Regions from separate parts of the Gossypium hirsutum genome. Here regions 1 and 2 are each linked to region 3. A link is a contact called in public Hi-C data. All regions are on one chromosome and are shown on one strand. The core of a region is the stretch at or near the end of the contact, and the rest is flanking DNA. Distances in the headings are between cores, read along the strand shown.

Region 1 (3,422 bases), core at 854-3,353, 150 kb after region 3:
GTTGAATTTCCATATTGAGGAATGGGTGTTTAATAAATGAAGTGGGGGAATCATTTCCTGGTTGATAAAAATCCAGATATCTCATAGAAACCTATTAATTCCTGGGACTGATGTCTGTCATAAGTGGAAGAAAACCCTGAACAGTAGTCAATCATTCATGCAATTAAAAGAATATTTTTCCATAAACGTGAAAAGCTTTTAATGTAAATGACAAAAACATTTTCAGTACCCTAATGCTAGCTAGCTTAATCGATGTTGACTTTCAAAATGACTGGTAAAATAAAGCACACACATTCAAATCGATCCACGAGCTGCTCAGTAAGGGAGAGAAGAGAAGAGACCCACAGGCCAAAAACCTAATATCTTTGTATGTATTTTTTTTACGGTGGGCAAAAACCAAGGAGTTAGCAGCAAAGGGCAAAGGGGAAGATCAAACCAAGGCGGTAAACATACGTACAGAAAACTCACATGAGCTTCCTTCCTGACAACGTTAATGATTAATTACCTTGAGAAAAGAGTGCCACAATCACATCTGTACTCTCTAGTGCCGCAAGTCTTTGAATGAGCTTTCCAATCCGATTGCACGGCATACCTCTTGGAACACTTCTCACACTTCCATTTCTTCTCACCATGTTTTCTTGAGTAATGCTTTTTGATGCCAGTGAGGTCGCCAAGTGCCTTAGAAGGGTCATGGTGGACGCATGTGGGTTCTGGGCAAAGATAAACTTTCCTCTTCACTTCTTTTGTTGTCTTTTGTCTTAGCTTCCAAGGCAGATTGTGTCCTCTTCTGTGGAGCTGTAAATTTTGCTCCCTTTGGAACCCTTTGTTGCATACCTCACAAATGAACCTGTTTGTTGCCATTAGAGTCTTGGGAGATAGTGCTATCACTTCCGCATCTGGATCTGCTATTGAGAAATGACAAACAACAAATCATTAGAAAAATAGGGGATGAAAAACAATATATATATAAGGCTTAATCGAGGGAGTGAAAGAATAACCATCTGAGAACTGTCAAGATTAAATCATGATGAAAACTGACAAATTTTTAGATTAGGGTTCATTGAGAGGTAATATTCATTTTTTTAATAAAAAAAAGAAAGAAAGGAGTGAACAAGAACAAGAACATAAACCCTCTTTCTCTATTGACTTTACTCATTGGATACTTGAGCTAAAAAGCCTTAGGGAAAAGAAAACAAACAAACAAACCATAATATTTTTTTTCTGCTCAGCAAACAGACCATAATCAGATGTATGTAAAGAGATACTTGCATGATGTTCCAGGGTGATTTCTCTTTCTCTTCTGAGGTGCAGTGGTTGGAGCAGTTGACGAAGTGGGTGTAGCGGTGGATGATTGTACTTGCATCATCTGGTTTTGATTTTCTTCCCTGGTTCCAAAAAAAGGTGTGGACGATGAGGCGGCGGCCATCTACAAAGCTTATTAATTTTATTAGCTTGCTTGCTATCGTTTCTAGTTTCTTGTGGTTAGCCAAGCTGCTATTTCTTTCAGTTCTTCTTCTGGGTCCTTCAATACCAGCAAAACCAGAATTAAAAAATCACACAAAATTACCATAAACATAAAAGATTTCAGCTTTTTCTCCTATGGTTTAACCAAAGCAAAACTAAAATAAAGGGCTTCTTGCTCCCTTATAGGGGAGTTTTACCTCCCTTAACTTCTTTGAAAATCTTTTCAATCCACTAAGAAACAACAAGGCAAAAAAAAGAAAAACTTAAGAGTAAAAACCCAACAAAATACGAAGAAGAAAGTATATAAGGAGACAGAGAAAGAATCAAAAGCTATCCCATATGCATAAACAAATACATACATAAGGTCATCCCATATGAATAGTAAAAGTAGGATCTCTCTTTCTCGATACTCTGTGGTCTAGTTCGTAGTAGTAGTAGAATCTAAGTTTTCCTTCTTTTAACCTCCAAAATAATCATTTCAAGTAGAAAAAGAAATGAGAGTAAATTGAGGGGATCGATCGAAAAGGTGGGTTATTTGTGTCACTGTTGAAGCAGCTAAAATTTATGTCGTGATTCGTGATGCGGGGCGATACGTTGGGGGGCCACCGATCGAGCTGTAAGCCTTACCTTTTGAGCGCCCATCTCTCCTTCTCTTATTTCGTATCTTCTTACATAGCATCAAGACAAGCCTCCCTTTCGTCATTCCTTCCCTTCTCTTACATGTTCTCTCAATATCTTTTTTTTTTTTTAAAATTATTTTCACCCTTTTTTATGTTTATTTTGTGTACCCTTTTCAATAATTTTCTTTTCAATATTTTTTTTGGACGGTGAAAGGTGTATACTTTTTTATTGTGTCAATTTTGTTCTATTTTTAAATTTTCTATGTTTTCTTTTAAAAATTATTTTAAACTCATTCATGCAACATGAGTCTTAATATTAATGAAGATAATCATGTGGTATCCGAATAAATTTGTTACATGATATATTTCGTATTTTATCCAAAAGAGTATTATGTATTGCCTTGCTAATGAATTTCAAATAAATTTATGAGTTAGTTCTTGATATATATTAGTAAATATTATTTTTTTTATTTTATGAGCAGTTAAAAATTATCATATGTTATATTTATTTATTTTCTATTATACCTTAACTTTCTTTATTATCAGTTTACTTTTGATTAGTGTGACAAATATTTTTAATTAAATTTAATAAATAATAAATTAAGAAATTCAATTTAAATACAATTACAAATAAAATATATTTAAATAATTATAATTAAATAAAATAAGCACAAAATACTACAACAAATTAAGTTTTTAGCGACGTTTTTAGTAGTGTTTGAATCGAAAACGCCGCAAAGGTCAAACATTTAACGGCCACTGTATTGAAGAATGCCACAAATATATACCATTAGTGGCACTAACCGAAAAACGCCACAATAAGTCGTTATATGGTGGCGTTTGTTGAAATAGCGTCGCAAGTAGTACATATTTAGCTGCATTTTATGCTACGCGCCGCAAAGGTACACCAAATAGGAACAGTGTTACCGGCGTTTTCCCCATAAACACCACAAAAGGTAAAACAATAGCAGTGTTTTTGCATCAATGCCACAAAAGGTTAAAAACAATTGCGGCATTTTTATCATAAACGCCTCTAAAGGTAAAGCAATAGCGACGTTTTATCCATAAACGCCGCGAATACTTTTTAATTTTTATTGAAACGCCATTTTTATAGCTAAGCCCCCAACTCTTTTTCCCCAAATCATTTTCCCCAAATCCCTAACTTAATTTTTTCTTTTCCATCCATTTGCTGCTGGTTGTCTATCCAGTGATCCGTCTGCTACATCACCGTGGACTGTGCATTTGCCATCAATCTCTGTCTCCTTCGTTGATGTTGCTCCGTCCATTGCAAAAGGATTTTCGATCCAAACTTGCTTAAAAAGAAAGTACATTCTACTT
Region 2 (3,438 bases), core at 872-3,371, 250 kb after region 3:
TTGTCAGCTTCAAGGCCTATTTTGATTTTTCCATATATTGTAGGCTAATAAAGCCAAGTATCGGATCAAATTCCATTTAGGGGAATAAAACAGATTGCAATTAGAACCAATATCTCTATGTCCATCAAAAAATTGCAATACAACTTGTATAATATAAAAATCTAGTTAATTCAACCACAAGCAAATGATAGTGAAGTTCAAAAATCATTCTTAAAGATGCAATAGCATCTGTTAAGAAAATAAATGAAAGGTAAAAATCTAAATATAATATTGGGAGAAACTGAGAGTAGACAGAGATAGAAAAAAGGGGCAAACAAGGCAAGACCAATAGAAAGCATCATACTGACCTGCCAGAAAATAAAGTTGGTGCTAACAGTTTGAGAAACTGCCTCATTTCCCCAAGTATCTCGATTAAGCTTCAAACACATACAGCATCAGAAAATTGGATTTACATTATAAGCCACCTCATACGAAGGGAGCTAAGTAGAACTTCTTAATTTAAACTATAATTAAGCGGGAAGACTTAAACAATACCATATGTGAGCTGAACTCCTTGGTAGATTGCAAGTTGACAAGGAGCCACTTGTCCTCAACAGATGCAGCAGCTTTTGCCTTTTCAAATGGTCCCTGGAACATCAGATGAAAAGGAGGACGATATAAAGAGGCAAGATTATCCCGAGGAGCATCTACCGTGGAAGAAGCACCTTCATCTGATTCCCAAACCCCGGGCCGTTTCATTTCCTCATCAAAATTACGGAATGCAATTAACGAACTCGACTGTTGGGGAGGTAATCCTAATCTTGAAGCTCTGTACGAATATTAGAAAATAAAATATTACTGCATGAGGAGTTAATAGGAAAATGCAAAAGAATTTATCTCCAAATCATACAACACCTAAAAACAATATACATGACACAGAAAAAACAAAAGAATGACCAAAAAAGAAAAGCCAACATATACATTTGCAGCTTCATATAAAGAAAAGAAAATCAATATACAGCTGCAATAAGCAAGCTGTTAAAAATGGAAAAATAAAAAATAAAAAAAAATAAAAATCAGAGGGTGAAAAGATACCCATATAACGATGCATCATCATAAAGAGTCTCCCTTACTACAGGTAAAGGAGGGCGTACTTCCTCTCCACCAATGGGTCCAACATCACTGTTTCCAGACTCCTTCAACTCACTGTACAACATTAGAAGCCAATGACAACAACATCAGTAATAGTAAGAACACAAACAAGTAGGTGGTGATTTAGAGTGAACAATAGTGCAATTCTCTAACCCAGAGTTTTGATCAACCCAAGAATCTACGTTTTCCACTGCTGGAGACTCAGAAGCCGTTCCAACTACACCACCTTCATTACCGACATAAAACAGCTGAAGTGCTTCATCCAGCTTCCAGCTAGTTGCCTGTTTTCCACAAATATTTTTCAATTGAGTTCCATACGCATAAATAACAATACTCACCTCGGACCTTTTTTTAAAAAAAAAGGATTCTCAGTAACAGAACATTAATAACAGATTACCTGAGATTACAGATTGAATGACAAAGCCATTAAGAATTTAAGTTTAAAAAAAGAAACAAAATTTACAAGCTTCAACATTGTGAAAATCCTTGGATATAAGAAAAAAGGTTCGAACTTTATTATATAAATGCAAAAAAAAAAGAAAGAAAAAAATAAAAGGTTACTTGCAAAAACTGCATGGCGGTTTCTGCAGTTTGACCAACGGCGATCTCGAGAAAGGAGGAAACCATGCTCTGCTTATCACTCGCAGACAACATTCCCTCCATTTTCCCTCTTTTAACTCGTTCCTCAATTTCCCAATCAAATTCCCAAATCGAAATCCAACTCCAAAGCCCTAGATAGATGAATTCAGCTCAATCTGCGGTAGAAATAGAGAAAACACAGAGAAAGTGAGAGTCTCAGCGAATCTTTAGGGTTCGATTCAGGGGATTTATTAGTATTTATAAACTTACACTCCAAAACAGAAATCTATTGGAAGGAAAACCAATGAGCATTTCCTTTTAATGTTTTTAATTAATAATCTGTTTTTAGGTCGTGTTTTTTACTTAGGGTCGGGAAGGTATTCTATTGTGAATTACTAATTTGTCCTTTTCAGGTGAACTTTTTCAATCGAACTACATGTTATAAGTCCGATGACCCTGATGTTACGAGAAAATCCCGATAAAATATTAAAATTCAATACTTGAGATTGATTGGATCGATCTTATTTTCAAATTTATTTATATACTTTTTATAATAACGAAAATTTCCACAAAAGAGAAAAGGTATCAACAGCTTCCGTGGTCTCGTTTTGCTTCTTGTTCTATACTTCAATATCCATTTTTTACCATCACAATATCAACATTTTGGATAAGGCTTCGAATATTAGCAAAAGTTGATTCAATTTGCTAATTCTCCTTTATTCTTCCAACAAGGATATTCATTTAAGATTTCTCTATAATGAGTATCTTGCATCCCCTTATCTCACGGGATTAAAACTTTAGTCTTGCAATTTGTACGGTCTTAAGCAATTTTTTTGCTTTAAATGTACCTAAATCGGTCTAACTCTTGTAAAGTGAGAATTCTCAAATAGAAATTCTCTAAAGCACTAGAAATTAAACGGAAGCAACTCAAAGAAAGAGCTTGAAAGAACAAAAAATGTCACAAGAAAGCAAAAGTACACCAAGTATTTGAGTGAATGCTTCCATAGTATTTTATTACTCCAAAAAGAAGTGAGTACAAATGAGGGGGAAGGCCTTTATTTATAGTTAAGCTCTCCCAGGTCCAATGTTACAAATTAAAGTACATTAATGGTCGAGATTAAAAGCAATCTACAAATCAAATCTTCTAAGATTACAAATCTTCTTAGATTACTTCTCATATTTGTCATGCCATGTGAAAAGCCTTCAATATCTCTAAGCAACATGCCATGTGACCCCTTACAAACAAGATGAATCATCCAAGTGTGCCTTGTTTGCGAGCTCCCTTGCACAATTGACTTGTCGTCAAATGTAGTAGTAATTTTGGTCTATTTCCACACTTAAGGAGTTTGGTTTCTAGGTAATTTAGTATTTATTATAATGTGTTTAGTATTTAGTTTTTAGTATTAAAAGTTAATAAAAATAAATATTTTTAACATATTTTATGAGTGTTGTGTCCTATTAGGCCAACATAGGCGTTAGGTAGTTCTAAAGTGTTGAATTGACTGTGCATGATGATGAATCATAGGCTCACTTGACATAGGAGCAAGGGACGAGTGATGCACAAACTTCTCGAGCCGTTACTCGATGAAACAAACCATACAAGGCATTAATTACATGTCATGTCGTGCCATAGACCTTGTATGTCGCGACATAGGTCGACATGCTGCCCAAGTCTTTCATGGTTATTTTTGTCTGTGCAATGGACTTTATACGAAGACCTAGGACGTG
Region 3 (3,178 bases), core at 229-2,728:
AATTTAGTGTTTTCACTGCATGAGTTACCATATAGTCATTAGCTCTTCTCCTCAATGCTCTCGGGTTGTGTGGATACCCTGAAGTCATTAAGTTTGTGATTTCTATATTTTCCACAATTAAGTTTATCCCGGAATAGAAAAATTTCCCATTATACCCCGCCCCATCCCTAATATAAATCGTCCTTCCATCCCCTACTCACCCATATCTCAGTCTCCTCTAAATTGTTTTTTTTCTTTTTCTTGCGTGTTGAAAGTTTTGGGTTTAAAGGTTTACTTCTCTCTCGCTTTGAGGAAGACATAGTCATATTTTTAAGTTGTGTTTGGGTTCATGGCGATGTCATAAAGCTCGGTAACCTGCATATTTCACTTATCGTGTGAGTATGGTGCCATCACCTGAGAAACCGGGATTGTTTTGCAGCTCGAGGTACAAGATGGAAGTGATTATACTGTCTTAAGTTGAAGTGTAACTAGGGCTTTAAGGTTACAAAGGTTATGTTGTCAAAGGATAGAGCATATCTGGGGCCCTAGTTGATAGTAGTTATGCGAGCACAACATCAGTTTCTCCCATTCAGAAGAGCATGCTTTATGAAACCTATATAAAAGTGCGAGGAAGAAAACATAGGGGCCTTTTAATATAATCAAGTAATTCATATTGTTCATCTCATATCACAGGTTATAATAATAGGGTCGCTGCCTTTGGTGGACATGGATAAAACGAAATACTTGATTATACTAAAAGGCCACTGTATTTTCTTCTTCGTACGTCTATTTGGGGTTTTATAAAGCATCCTCCTTTGACGAGGAAAAAGTGGTTGATGTGCCTGCATAACCACTGTCAATTAGAGCCCCAATATGCTCCATCCTTTGACAACATTACCTTTATAAACTTGAAACCCTAGTTACACTTCAACCCTAGACCGTATAATCACCATCAACTGAGACCTTAATTTGCAACGTGATCTAGCTTCTCGGGTGATGGCTTCATGGCACCACAGTAAATTCAAACGTTCCTTAAAACTATAACCATGTCTATCTCAAACACAGATAAAAATAAATATACAAACTTCTAATTTCTAATCGCAAGAAAAAAAAGAACAAAAAAACAATTTTTAGCTAAGTGAAAAAGCATCTTATAGGGCACGTTTTCACAACCACATTAGTGAAAACTCACCCTATAGGATGTGTTTTTATTCTCTCTCTTGAAAACGATTCCTACAGGGTAAGTTTTTTTCACTGCCACACCAGTGAAAACTGCTCTATATATAAGACGCGTTTTTTCCTCCCCGAAACAATATAAATCGACAAATTTTTTAAAATTCAACTTAATTTCTCAAATGATTTTTTTTAGCATATATATAGATAATTTTGCCCGAGTCTTTTTAATCTTACGGGTATCCTTAATAAAAAACAAAAAAATATTAACGAGTGCGTTTAGTCTTAATTAATATAAGCATAAAATAATCAAATCAGTCAAAACTGAGATTACATTAAGAAATAAAATTAATTTCAAGTGGGGGGTAGTGGTGCGGAGTGAGGGCCCACTTTGCCAAGTTTCATGTTTCTCTCTCTTCAATCTTAATCGAAAATCTGAATCAGGGAAAAGGAATGAAACCATTGTCGTTGTCGGTGGATGGCGTCCCGGCGACTGTTAGCAAGGTTTCACAGGCGACGGTACCCTCCTTCTACGGCGGTTTCAGCTTGCTGCCCTTTCGCTCCTCCTCGTTCTCTTCCTCTCCGTGACTGCTCTTCCGCCGGTATGTCTCCTCCCAAACCATCAACGCTCATCCGCCGAGCTGCTTGCCCTTTCACGCTCCTCACTCTTTCCCTTTTGATGCTTTACACTGCTACTGATTCCATCCGCTTCCTCCATCTTCCGTCCGCTTCCCTTTCCTCTTCCACTTTAGTTCGCATTTTCCCTTCCTATCTCAATAACTCTCCTTCTCCGGTTCGTTCTCTTTTCCTTTTATTTCTATTTTTATTACATGCATAATTTCGTTGTGAATTCAATTAGTTTTGGAATATTTTTACTTGGTTTATTAAACTATTTGTCATATTGGTTTAAATTAAGAATCCAACTGGCTTATCCAGTTTAGATATTCCCTGCATGATAGAACTAGTGCTTAGTAGAGACTAAGGATTCTATTTTATATTTTTTCGGAAAGCAAATTTTTTACAAGTGTTAACAAATTTGCTGAATTTATATGCTCGATGCTTTTAGATAATCGATTTTGGGGTAGTACTACGTAATTTGAATATGAATTCAGTGTTTAGTGCTCCGTATTTTTCCCTTGTGTTCTGCAGTAAAATTTACTCGAACAGCTTGAATAGACTAAGCTTTTTATCTAACAGATATTGCATGTGCTAAAGGAAGCGCCGAAGTGTCCTTATAGGATGACATGCTAACTATGTTTTGTTTTTAGTGTTTAGCTGCAAAAACAATCCCTGGAATATCCTCGAAAGCTTTTACATTTAAAGTTGTTTTCCTGCAGAATCCAATGCAACATCTTAAAGAAGTTTTGGGGAATGCTTCTATGGGGAATAATACTGTTATTTTAACGACATTAAATGATGCCTGGGCCAGTACCAATTCAGTTGTTGACCTTTTCCTTAAGAGTTTTATGCTTGGAGACGGCACACATTGGCTTTTGGACCATTTGGTGATTATTGCCCTGGATGAAAAGGCATATAATCGTTGTCAAGCAGTACATAAGCATTGCTTTTCACTTGTCACCGAGGATGTTGATTTTCAAGAGGAAGCATATTTTATGACCCCAAACTACTTGAAGATGATGTGGAGAAGGATTGATTTCCTGCGTTCTGTGCTTGAGTTGGGTTATGATTTTGTTTTCACGGTATTTTCCTTTTCTCTATTTGGGAAACTTAATATCATTAATTTGACCAAGCTTGTCCAATTTGAGATTGACTTGACTGTTTTTGTTTTAGAACTGATGATGCTTGATATCTAACTGAAAGATTCATTGTTATCATGGTGCATACTTTCTTTTTAAAACACTGTCAATGAATACGAGAAGCAAGATGCATTCTTTTATGAATGAAAATTTTTGAAAACAAATTCTTGCTTTTAGAATGTATTTTAGTAGTTTAAGCAGTATTGGAAGCTTTCATTGGTCAAACAATCAGAAGAAAACCTGTTGTTGCTGAAGGATGCACACCATAT

What was found. A called contact is a pair of places that touch in the nucleus more often than the background predicts.
Region 1: a contact with region 3 is called in a Hi-C map of leaf, with 3 times the contacts expected there. The contact joins the promoter of LOC107909938 here to the promoter of LOC107907924 in region 3. A contact is called at or near these places in 10 of 34 Hi-C or Micro-C datasets (callus, fibers, hypocotyl and 1 more).
Region 2: a contact with region 3 is called in a Hi-C map of leaf, with 2.5 times the contacts expected there. The contact joins the promoter of LOC107909936 here to the promoter of LOC107907924 in region 3. A contact is called at or near these places in 7 of 34 Hi-C or Micro-C datasets (callus, fibers, hypocotyl and 2 more).

What each region holds. Positions count from the first base shown.
Region 1 is chrD02:51,233,358-51,236,779 of Gossypium_hirsutum_v2.1, forward strand. LOC107909938 (protein indeterminate-domain 5, chloroplastic) reads right to left here and starts at 2,104. Exons shown (of 4, transcript XM_041088255.1): 1 at 1,662-2,104; 2 at 1,270-1,522; 3 at 506-902. The coding sequence starts at 1,426. LOC107909937 (a long non-coding RNA gene) reads left to right here and starts at 3,034. Exons shown (of 8, transcript XR_005910260.1): 1 at 3,034-3,409.
Region 2 is chrD02:51,332,837-51,336,274 of Gossypium_hirsutum_v2.1, forward strand. It overlaps LOC107909936 (plant UBX domain-containing protein 7), which reads right to left and starts at 2,122. Exons shown (of 10, transcript XM_016837647.2): 1 at 1,981-2,122; 2 at 1,693-1,886; 3 at 1,285-1,412; 4 at 1,075-1,185; 5 at 535-808; 6 at 348-416. The coding sequence starts at 1,794.
Region 3 is chrD02:51,079,493-51,082,670 of Gossypium_hirsutum_v2.1, forward strand. It overlaps LOC107907924, which reads left to right and starts at 1,479. Exons shown (of 4, transcript XM_041089376.1): 1 at 1,479-1,945; 2 at 2,490-2,852. The coding sequence starts at 1,631.